Regions from separate parts of the Mus musculus genome. Here regions 1 and 2 are each linked to region 3. Evidence: chromatin contacts called from public HiChIP or PLAC-seq and Micro-C data. All regions are on one chromosome and are shown on one strand. The core of a region is the stretch at or near the end of the contact, and the rest is flanking DNA. Distances in the headings are between cores, read along the strand shown.

Region 1 (2,832 bases), core at 147-2,646, 300 kb after region 3:
CTTTCTTTCTTTCTTTCTTTCTTTCACACCAGAGGCCCCTCACACGTCTCCCTGTCTGGATCTGCATCTTCTGTTAGTTACTGGATAGTTTGTGCCTTCTGTAGGACATACCACAATGCCTGTCACAAAGAAAGGACCAAAGCCTTTCTTCTGTTGCTTTCTTGAATCCAAATGGGGTCTGTTGTTGTTGTTGTTGTTGATGATGATGATGATGATGATTGGTTTTCCAAGACAGAGATTCTCTGTGTAGCTCTGGTTGTTCTGGAACTCACTCTGTAGTCACCGTGTAGACCAGGCTGGCCTCCAACCCAGAGGTCTGCCTGCCAGGTACTGGGACTAAAGACCTGAGCCACTCCTGATCATCTGGGGCTTATTATTTTTAACAATCTGCATCTTTCCCACTCACAGTGGACCAGCTAAGATGAGGAGAGGCTAAGTCACTACCCCAAAGAGGCACATTGAGGAAGCAGTGGAGCTGGAATTCAAATCTAACTCTCTGCAAATCATTCACTATACTATCCTGTTTCCCACCTTGGACTAACTACTTGGATGTTACTACCCAACATTTTTAAAGAAAATCAGGCTGTAGACTGCAGGAGACCATGAACCAATGAGTGGCACCCACATCCAGATCATTCCACCTCTTACATACTTTCTGGAGACAAGTTTTCACAAAACATGTAGGTCAGATTAATAACAGGCCATGTGCTACTGAGACTTAATGGCTGTTCTCATAGGTCCATTTGCTTCACAGACTCAACATGCTCTTATCCAGGAATCTAGATTAAAAAGAAGAAACAAAGCTGAACTATTTTCAATGATCAAGTTTCTAAGCAAACAACAAAACAAGCCAGAAAGTGACCACTGGAAACTGGCCCCCTGTCTTTCAGCAGGACTTCTGATGAGTCCTGACTCAGTTTCAGGAACAACCCTTAAATAAGGTGTTCAAAATGCAAAAGGAAGGTTTCTTGTATTCCCAGTGGCTACACTCAAAGTCTATCACAGTCCTTGGTACCCACTAAAGGCAAACATGGCTGAAACTCCTCTGTGGCCTGGCCAGCACAGAGCACCTGCCATAACAGACACACCTCCATGAAACTACTTTGCAAAACGCAGAGTGCTGTTGACATCTGAGGCTTGCCGATGTCCTCTGACTAACTTCACTCACTGCTTAAGAGAGGAGTTTGGCTGCCAAGTCCCAGGTGACATGGGAGTGCCAGCAGCTTTCTTTTCAGTAGCCAGCCCTGCCTTTCATTATGGAAAACTTTTAAGTACATACAACAATAAGTAAACATGTCTGCCTGTACTTGAAACCAGACCGTAAGTACATAGTGTGCAAGTCTGTGACTAAGACGGTGAGTCAGCCTACAGAGAGGTCTGCCCAAATAGTCCAGTGCCATATTGCTCCATACTAAGTCTTGGCACAGATGAATCAAGACACCTTTTGTGTTAGCCTGGACGTCTGGAGGTTTCACAGTTGGCCTGCTGGCTACATCCAGCTGGTCATATGGTACGTTGGAACTTTGTGGGGAGATGTTCATGGAATTATCCCGTGGGAATAACCCAGTGGGCAGGAAACCACAGTTAAGGGTGGTTTGAGTTCGGTGCTATGGGGGTGAGTCCCAGTTGTCTAGTTTAGTGGTCTTAGGACTTTGGACAACTTAAATCACATCTCTTAGTATGTTCTGCATTCATTTGTGCCAGGGAGATAGCTAACAGGATTTGCAAGGATTATAAAACGCAAGTAAAGCCCTCAGCCTCAGCACCGCCACTTTTCATTTTAAAGTCTTCAATAAATCATAAGTGGGTCACACTGAGTCATGACCACGAGTTCCGCTCCCGGTCCTGCTGAGGGCCTCCTACCCGGAAGCCCCTTGGGTCCCACTGTGTCTCATGACCACCTCACTTAGACGCCCTCTTCTAATATTCTGAGTCTGTGGGTGGTGGTGTTGAGCTGTATAATCAAACCTACCATGATGTAGTGTGTGGTGAAGCCGCTTGGGTTTGATACTTAAAACCCCATATGTCAGGGCTTGTTGTGACAGGATCCAAAACTTTCAAAAAGTTAATTTATGTCTTCCCTACATCCTAGATATTCATGGGATTTCAAAAAGATGTGGGACTGATTTTTTTTTAAGATATGCAATAGAATACAGAGAGGGAAATAGAAAACCTTTACTGATATAATTTTACCAAATCATCTCCCAGGCAACCTTGGGATGGATACGTAGTTACAGGTAAGTTGGGTTATAAATAGCCTGTTAGCCGGGGGTGGTGGCGCACGCCTTTAATCTCAGCACTCGGGAGGCAGAGGCAGGCGGACTTCTGAGTTCGAGGCCAGCCTGGTCTACAAAGTGAGTTCCAGGACAGCCAGGGCTACACAGAGAAATCCTGTCTCAAAAAGCCAAAATAAATAAATAAATGTCCTGTTAGCAATGGGAAAAAGGAACAAATGACCATTATAGCATCCATGTGTGCCAGCGTATGTCTTGTATGGCAGGTACTGTTACAAGCATTTTATCTGTATCAGTTCACTTGATGGTCACTGTCAGCCCATCCTCTGTTAACTTGTACGGCTGTTGTTGATGCTGGGATGAAAAGGAAAGTGGGATGCCAGTGGGCTAGTAAGTTCCCCATTCTGGTCACTTGGCAGCACTGAAATCTGAGCCCTGGTCACCTGGGTTCACAGCCCATGCTCTTAAGGATGGAGTAACACTGTTCTGAAAGACAAGGTTGCACAGATGAATGCCATGCAGACAACCCATTTCCTAACACTGAGTCTTTACGAAGACAAACCATATTGACAGAACACTCACTCACCCAGATATTGGA
Region 2 (3,041 bases), core at 298-2,797, 270 kb before region 3:
TATTCACCTTATTTTAAAGTATGCTTATTTTAAACATGGCTATTTAAGCATATGCCATTTTTACATGTATGAAGTTATTAGAAAACCTAGAAAAGGTGTGGCATTCTTTGAAACCTTGTATGTTTTAGATATCAAACCTTGATCAGATGTCTAACTGGCAAAGATTTTTCTCCCCTTCTGCAGGCTGTCTTGTCACTTGGTAAACTGTTTTCTTTGCTGTGTAGAAACATTTTGATTTCCTGGGGAGAAGAATTTTATTTCATTCTAAGGGTTTAGAAAACATTTAAATAAACCAGGAGAAAATGTCCAAAAATTAGGGAATGAGATGCCAAAGTAGATGCAAGGAGGCACTGAGCACAAAAAAATAGACAAGACCAGAAAAGAGCACACCCTTGTTCACATGATAATTAAACCACTCAGTACATTGAACAAAGAATGTATATTGAAGCCAACAAGAGAGGAAATGCATGTAAAGCCAGATCCATTAGAATAACAGCAGATTTCTCAATAGAAAATTTAAAAGTCAGTCAGACTTGAAATTGTGTACTTCAAATCCTGAACTATAATAGTGAACAATCAAGAAGACTGTTATACCCAGAAAAACTATCTGCCGTAATTGAAGGAGAAATTGAAGGGTGAATGCAGGCTAAAGAAACTCACGACCACTAACTCTACAGAGGATACTAGACAGAGTCCTTCAGAGTGAGGAGGTATAATAAGCACATCACAAGGCTTCAGCAAGGAACAAGGGACTCTTTCCTGCCTCCTCACAGCTTGTCCCTTCCTTAGGATGAAATCATTGAGAGGACAATGACACTGCCCTCCGCTGGGACATGGCTTGAATCATCCATATGTGTTGAATAAGTGAATAATGAATAGCTCATTGTGGAAGATTTAAGATGTATGATGCTTTCCTTTGGGAACATTAAGCTTTTCTTTTAAAGGCCTGAATCCAGGTCCCCAGAGACTATTACTAACACAACCATTTCTCTAGAGAGACATTTCCTTTACCTGTCTTTCTCAAATGTGGATCCCTGGGTTCTATGTGCAAAATTGCACACATCCAATCTGCATAAGATTATGCACTCTCTGAGCCCCATTGGAACCAGACTAGATAAAGGATGTGAATGAAAAACCTGGTAATGCCCCCCCCCCCCATGGCTCCTCCATACCATTTATCCACCAGCCTGCTAAGGAAAAGGCTGTACTTTTGAGACAAAATCCAGTACACCTTTCTCCTCACCTGGTGTCAAAACCTGCATCTTAGGGGCTTCGGAAGAGTGTTTCTACCTGTGGCTCGAGCCTGGCTACTCTGATTCTTTCCAGGCTATAGCCTCTAGGTTCCAGAAATTTCTCTGGAGATAATCATGGGGGAGTAGAATGTGCTGTATTTATAAAATGATGAAAACAATTTTTCCACACAGTGTATGGCTAACATGCCAGTAAAGCTTGCCTGGCCAGTCAGATGCTCCCACTCCGACCCCCTTACTCTGCCAAGCTTTTCAGAAATTTAATTAAAAATGGCTTTGATGGTGTGTATCCAAGGGAAACCAAGTCCTGGGGTTAACTATGGGATAAATGAATACTTAAACGGGCTGCTACGATGAAGGAGGGCACAGGAGTGTTTAGAGACACTGGAACACTGCATGTCAAAATATAGCCAATGGCATAAAGAATGTGTCGGGACAGACATTTCTTTGAAGCAGAAAATATGAAATCATAGAAATGAAAACATTTCATCCAATATACTTTTTTTTTCCTTTTTGTTTTGTTGTGACAAAGTGTCTATTTGACACAAACATAAACTTCTCATCTGGAAGCTGAGAAAAATGCCTCTAGAAGACTGGCCTATAGAGAAGTCTCTGGGGTCTTTTCTTGATTACTGATTGATGTGGGAGCACCCAGGTCCCTGTAAGTGCTGCCACCCTGGGCAGATAATTTCATTCGAGTTGTCTAAGAAAGCAGACTAAGAAAGCCCTGAGCAACAAGTTAGTTAGTTAGCAGTATTCCTCCTCGGCCCCTGCTTTAGTCTCTGAATCCATATTCCTGCCTTGAATTCCTGCCCTGACTGCCTTCGGGGACTGAGTATGGTCTGGGAGGTGTAGCTGAAATAAACCCTTTACTCCCCAAGATGCTTTTGGTCATGGTACTGCAATAGAGACCCTAACTAAGACGTGGGGTCTAACTTGTAGCCCAGGCTGGCCTCAAACCTTTGGCAATCTTCCTGCCTCAGCCTCCTGAGGGGTGTGTTTCTAGGTGCACGCCACCATACACACCAAACACAACCTTTTAAAGGAGGGAGTCCCTCAAATATTACTTAACATTGCTCGTCCTTACAGCCTCCCGTGTTAAGCATTCTGTGATCTAAATGCCAGTAATGATGGTTGTTTAAGTAATCTTTGTTTATATACTTTAGTCGACTCTCACACAATTCTCCAAAGTGTCTCTGTGTATATTGCCTTGGACTCGAATTATGTTTTGTGAGAAGAACACGGCCTGCGTTCAACTTGAGCAGGTTAATATTTCAATTAACATGAAGTTTGGCAGAGATTTAATCCTTCTGTGGGTCAATTTGTGATACTATAAAACGGAGCTAGGGCTATTAGATTGCTGTGAGGGCTGGATGAGCTCATACACGGTAGTGTTTGCCAATCACCATCTGGTGTGAATAAGGCCAGGGATGGGGTGGGGAGGGACAGGGAGATAGTGGGGGGATGGCGACAAGGAGGGGCAGGGACAGGGTTGGGGGACAGACGGGAATCAGAAGCGAGGCGCCGAGAAATTCAGCATCAAAATAATATTTCAATGACGTATTTGAAAAAAAAATAAAAGTGATGCGAGGAAAACCCATCACGAGTGACAACGTACCCGAAGCATGAGCCCTGGGTCTGAGAACGAGAACGCTACCATCACGTGTTTGATAAAGGTACAAGGCAAACACGGGGCCCCCAACCGGTCCCTGTCAACTGCTTTCCAGGAGTTAGCTTCTGAGCTGTGATGCTCTGCTCCTCTTCCTCCCTGTCCAGCCAGAAGCTGTTTCC
Region 3 (3,240 bases), core at 536-3,035:
AACCCCAGAAAACTTCTTAGTTCACGGACTCAGACTGTGGTGGCATCAGTGTGTGTCCATCAGGAGCTTCCTATCTGGGGTCAGTAGATGTGTGTATGTCTCCCCGGGGAAAGCGTTGTCACACAACGGTTTCATTGACTGCTTTCTGTGTGCTCAGTCTCCATAGTTACCTACCAACAGCCACATGGCATTCTGCTGATACGGTGTTAGTGGGAGGCGGGGAGATGGCTCAATTGCTAAGATAAATACTGCTCTTGCTGAGACTCTGTATTAGTAACAATATCTTTTTGTTGTTGCTGTGATACAAAACAATGATCAAGAACAACTTACAGAAGAACGTGTTGGCTCACAGTTCCAGAGGAAGGGCCCGTGTTGTCAGGGGAGGCACGATAGCAGGAGGCTGGAGCAGGAACTCGAATGTCCTGGTTGCTTTTGTTAGTTTTGTCAACTTGACACAGGCCAGAGTTATATAACTGAGGAGAGGAAGCTTAACTATATTATTAATGATTATTGACATGGATGGGCCAGTCACACATACACACACACATACAATCTATAAATAAAAGTATTCTTTTTTTCCCCCACTCTGTAATCTTTTCTTTTTTTTTTTTAAGAGAGAAAATGGGAGTGTACCATAATTTGGCTAAACGCATCAAGGCAGATTTAGGGGTGTAGTCATTTTTCTGTTGAAAGCAAGGCTGTGATAAAGACTTGTATTATAGGGGTACACAATTGGATCCCATTTGCTTCCTCCTTTCTGAGTAGCCTGCATTACTCAAGGACCCGATAGCCTGAAATACCACTAAGCAGCTGTCAACAGGGAACCAGGCCTTCATCTAACACGTGATGGTGTTTTCCACTGATGCCTGAAAGACAGCATCTGAGCCAGATCCGTGGAGGGAGGTTTTTGGAGATTTGCTGTCTCATACCTTGCCTTCCCCCTCACCCCCACTGCCCCATGGACTCGAGCCAATGAGTGCATAAAGGTCTTCCAAATCTTTTCATTCCTAGCCATAAAGGCAGCAGACACAGCTAGTTAAACACTTTGTCCATGGAGCAGATGGGTGAAAAACGTAGGTCCATTGAGGGCATTACTCTGCTTTTCCACTCCAAAATCCAGAGTTTGCCGGAGCAGCTCCAGCCTACAGTTGACAAAGTGTAGAATTCCCTCACCGAGGTCTTTCCAGAGGTCATCCCTGAATTTACAGCGATCCCCATCTGGAGTATGCTAATGAATCTGGTGCTTCTGGTAGACCAGCGTGGTATTAAGATCCTTCGCATCTTGACTCCTGGGGGCCCCCTCTAGGGACCCAGCCAAGAATTCAGCCTGTACTTCAACCAAAATTTCTCTTCACACTTTTTCGCAGCAGTAATCCCGCAGTCAAAGTTTATAGAAACTTACACAGGCTGGTGAGAACCTGACCTCTAGAATAGGATCCCCGAAGCGCCACATGGTGGAAGGAGAGAACCAATTCCCCCCAAGCTGTCTTGGGCTCCCACCCACACCTCTTGGCATAGCTCCACTCCACTTAATAAATAGGTGTAACGTATCTCTACAAGACTTGGACTGTAGCACGTGGTCTCGCATGCTCCTGCAGAACTTCAAGTTGGAGTTGCATCTCGGAATTAGATTAGAGGCAGTACAAGTCTAAAGCGCAGCCTGCTCAAACCAGGTGAGCAGGAGCACAACCCAGCTCCTGAGCGCCTAGCCAGGGGCGGGGCCGCGCGTCCCGCCCAGGAGCCGCGTCACCGCCAAGCGCGCCGCCGAGGCGGGAGGGAGGGAGGGGGTGAGAGAAGGAGGGCGGCGCGGCGGCGCGCATCTGTAGCCGGCTCCCGGGCTATGGCTGGGTGGGCCGGGTTTGAGCTCTCGGCCCTGAACCCCCTGCGGACGCTGTGGCTGGCGCTGGCCGCCGCCTTCCTGTTCGCGCTGCTGCTGCAGCTGGCGCCCGCCAGGCTGCTGCCGAGCTGCGCGCTCTTCCAGGACCTGCTCCGCTACGGGAAGACCAAGCAGTCCGGCTCGCGGCGCCCCGCCGTCTGCAGGGCCTTCGATGTCCCCAAGAGGTAACGTCGGTGGCGGGGCGCGCCCGGCAGGGGGCAACAGAGGCGGCGCAGGCACGTGAGCCAGGGGCTGTCCCCGAGCCGTCCCCGGAAATGACAGAGCATCTCAAGTTGGCCCGGCCCCCAGGGAGCCGCCCTGACTTCTTTACCCCCAGTTTTCCGCTTCCCCTCCCCAGAACTTGAGGTCGTGGAAATTCATGGACTTGGAGGCAAGTTCTTCCTCGATTTCCGCAGTTCTCAGCCCGATCTGTCACAGTCAAGAAAGAAGTCCAGAGTGTGCTCCCCTGGGGCTGTGCAGACATCACTAACCTGCATCTCCACAGGTGCTCTGGCAAACTAGCCCAGTATGCCCTGCCCCAACCCATCCCGGAAGGCTCAGTAACCAAGTTGTGAAATACTAAAATCTTCCGGGGTACATATGGACTCCGCTGAGAATATGTGAGACCCGCCACATGGCTTTCCTTTCCTTTTCTTTCTTTCTTTCTTTTTTTTTTTTTTTTAACTCCACGATGAATTCAGTATGTAGATGGAGAAGTCATCTTAACACAGTATTCTAGATAATAAAGCTGTGTCATTTTTTTTTATGAAATTCATCACGCATTTGCATTTAGAATTGAATTGGAAGGAATGTGATGGGTTCTGACGGATTCATCTAGATTGCTTTAGAAATCTGTAGCCGTTGCCCACCTCTGCAGATGGCGGTGGGGCTATCAACTGGCCCCAGCTATGTCCTGACTGTTGGAGGGGGTCTTTCAGGGGGTTAGTGTGAGAGCAGAGTACCATGTCATTGTGAAGAATGAATGGTAAAGAGATTAAGACCCGGAAGAACTCTTCCTTAGAGGCCCAATTTTAAGACCATCCTACCGTCCTCTTATCCTCGGGTTTGATTGGCCTATATCCCTTATGCTATATAGCAATTTATTTTCTGACTTTTGAGAGAGGTTCTAGTGTCCCCAGAGTTCAAAGCACACTTAAAAATCACTTATACTCAGTCTCTCTGGATGGGACTCCTCAGCTGCTACACTCAAGTCTGCCTTTGTGTGACAGCCAAGAAAGAGGTGGGCCTTCCCTGTATTCATCCCGGTAACACTTGGTACTCTGGGCTTCTTCTAATTCTTAACAGTATTGTGAAATAATTATTCTTTCCTTCTTCCAGAACTCAGAGCAGAACTTCCCAAGGTG

What was found. A called contact is a pair of places that touch in the nucleus more often than the background predicts. HiChIP or PLAC-seq counts read pairs in DNA pulled down with a chosen protein or histone mark.
Region 1: a contact with region 3 is called in a FOXA1 HiChIP or PLAC-seq map of pancreatic cancer cells. The contact joins the enhancer-like site here to the promoter of Srd5a3 in region 3. A contact is called at or near these places in 4 of 39 promoter capture datasets (the 3T3-L1 cell line, liver and stem cell-derived epiblast-like cells), 3 of 115 datasets of contacts at active chromatin or transcription factors (bone marrow-derived dendritic cells, extraembryonic endoderm stem cells and pancreatic cancer cells) and 2 of 9 other capture datasets (embryonic stem cells and pancreatic islet).
Region 2: a contact with region 3 is called in a Micro-C map of stem cell-derived motor neurons, with 4 times the contacts expected there. The contact joins the enhancer-like site here to the promoter of Srd5a3 in region 3. A contact is called at or near these places in 27 of 39 promoter capture datasets (the 3T3-L1 cell line, 3T3-L1-derived adipocytes, the HPC-7 cell line and 16 more), 2 of 15 datasets of contacts at CTCF or cohesin (the NIH/3T3 cell line and embryonic stem cells), 142 of 484 Hi-C or Micro-C datasets (the 3T3-L1 cell line, the 63-12 cell line, the AML12 cell line and 83 more), 32 of 115 datasets of contacts at active chromatin or transcription factors (the HPC-7 cell line, astrocytes, bone marrow-derived dendritic cells and 18 more) and 5 of 9 other capture datasets (adipose tissue, embryonic stem cells, liver and 2 more).

Annotation. Positions count from the first base shown.
Region 1 is chr5:76,436,030-76,438,861 of GRCm38.p6, forward strand. No RefSeq gene overlaps it. Among named protein-coding and RNA genes, the nearest start is that of Nmu, 74 kb to the left of the region's middle. Within about 2 kb of position 1,397, at least 38 of the 459 cell types and tissues checked have an H3K27ac peak or open chromatin away from gene starts, as enhancers often do. A contact at or near this core is called in pancreatic cancer cells, where this site is marked.
Region 2 is chr5:75,868,199-75,871,239 of GRCm38.p6, forward strand. No RefSeq gene overlaps it. Among named protein-coding and RNA genes, the nearest start is that of Gm32727, 110 kb to the right of the region's middle. Within about 2 kb of position 1,548, at least 3 of the 459 cell types and tissues checked have an H3K27ac peak or open chromatin away from gene starts, as enhancers often do. A contact at or near this core is called in stem cell-derived motor neurons, where this site is marked.
Region 3 is chr5:76,138,488-76,141,727 of GRCm38.p6, forward strand. Srd5a3 (steroid 5 alpha-reductase 3) reads left to right here and starts at 1,786. Exons shown (of 6, transcript NM_020611.4): 1 at 1,786-2,061. The coding sequence starts at 1,841.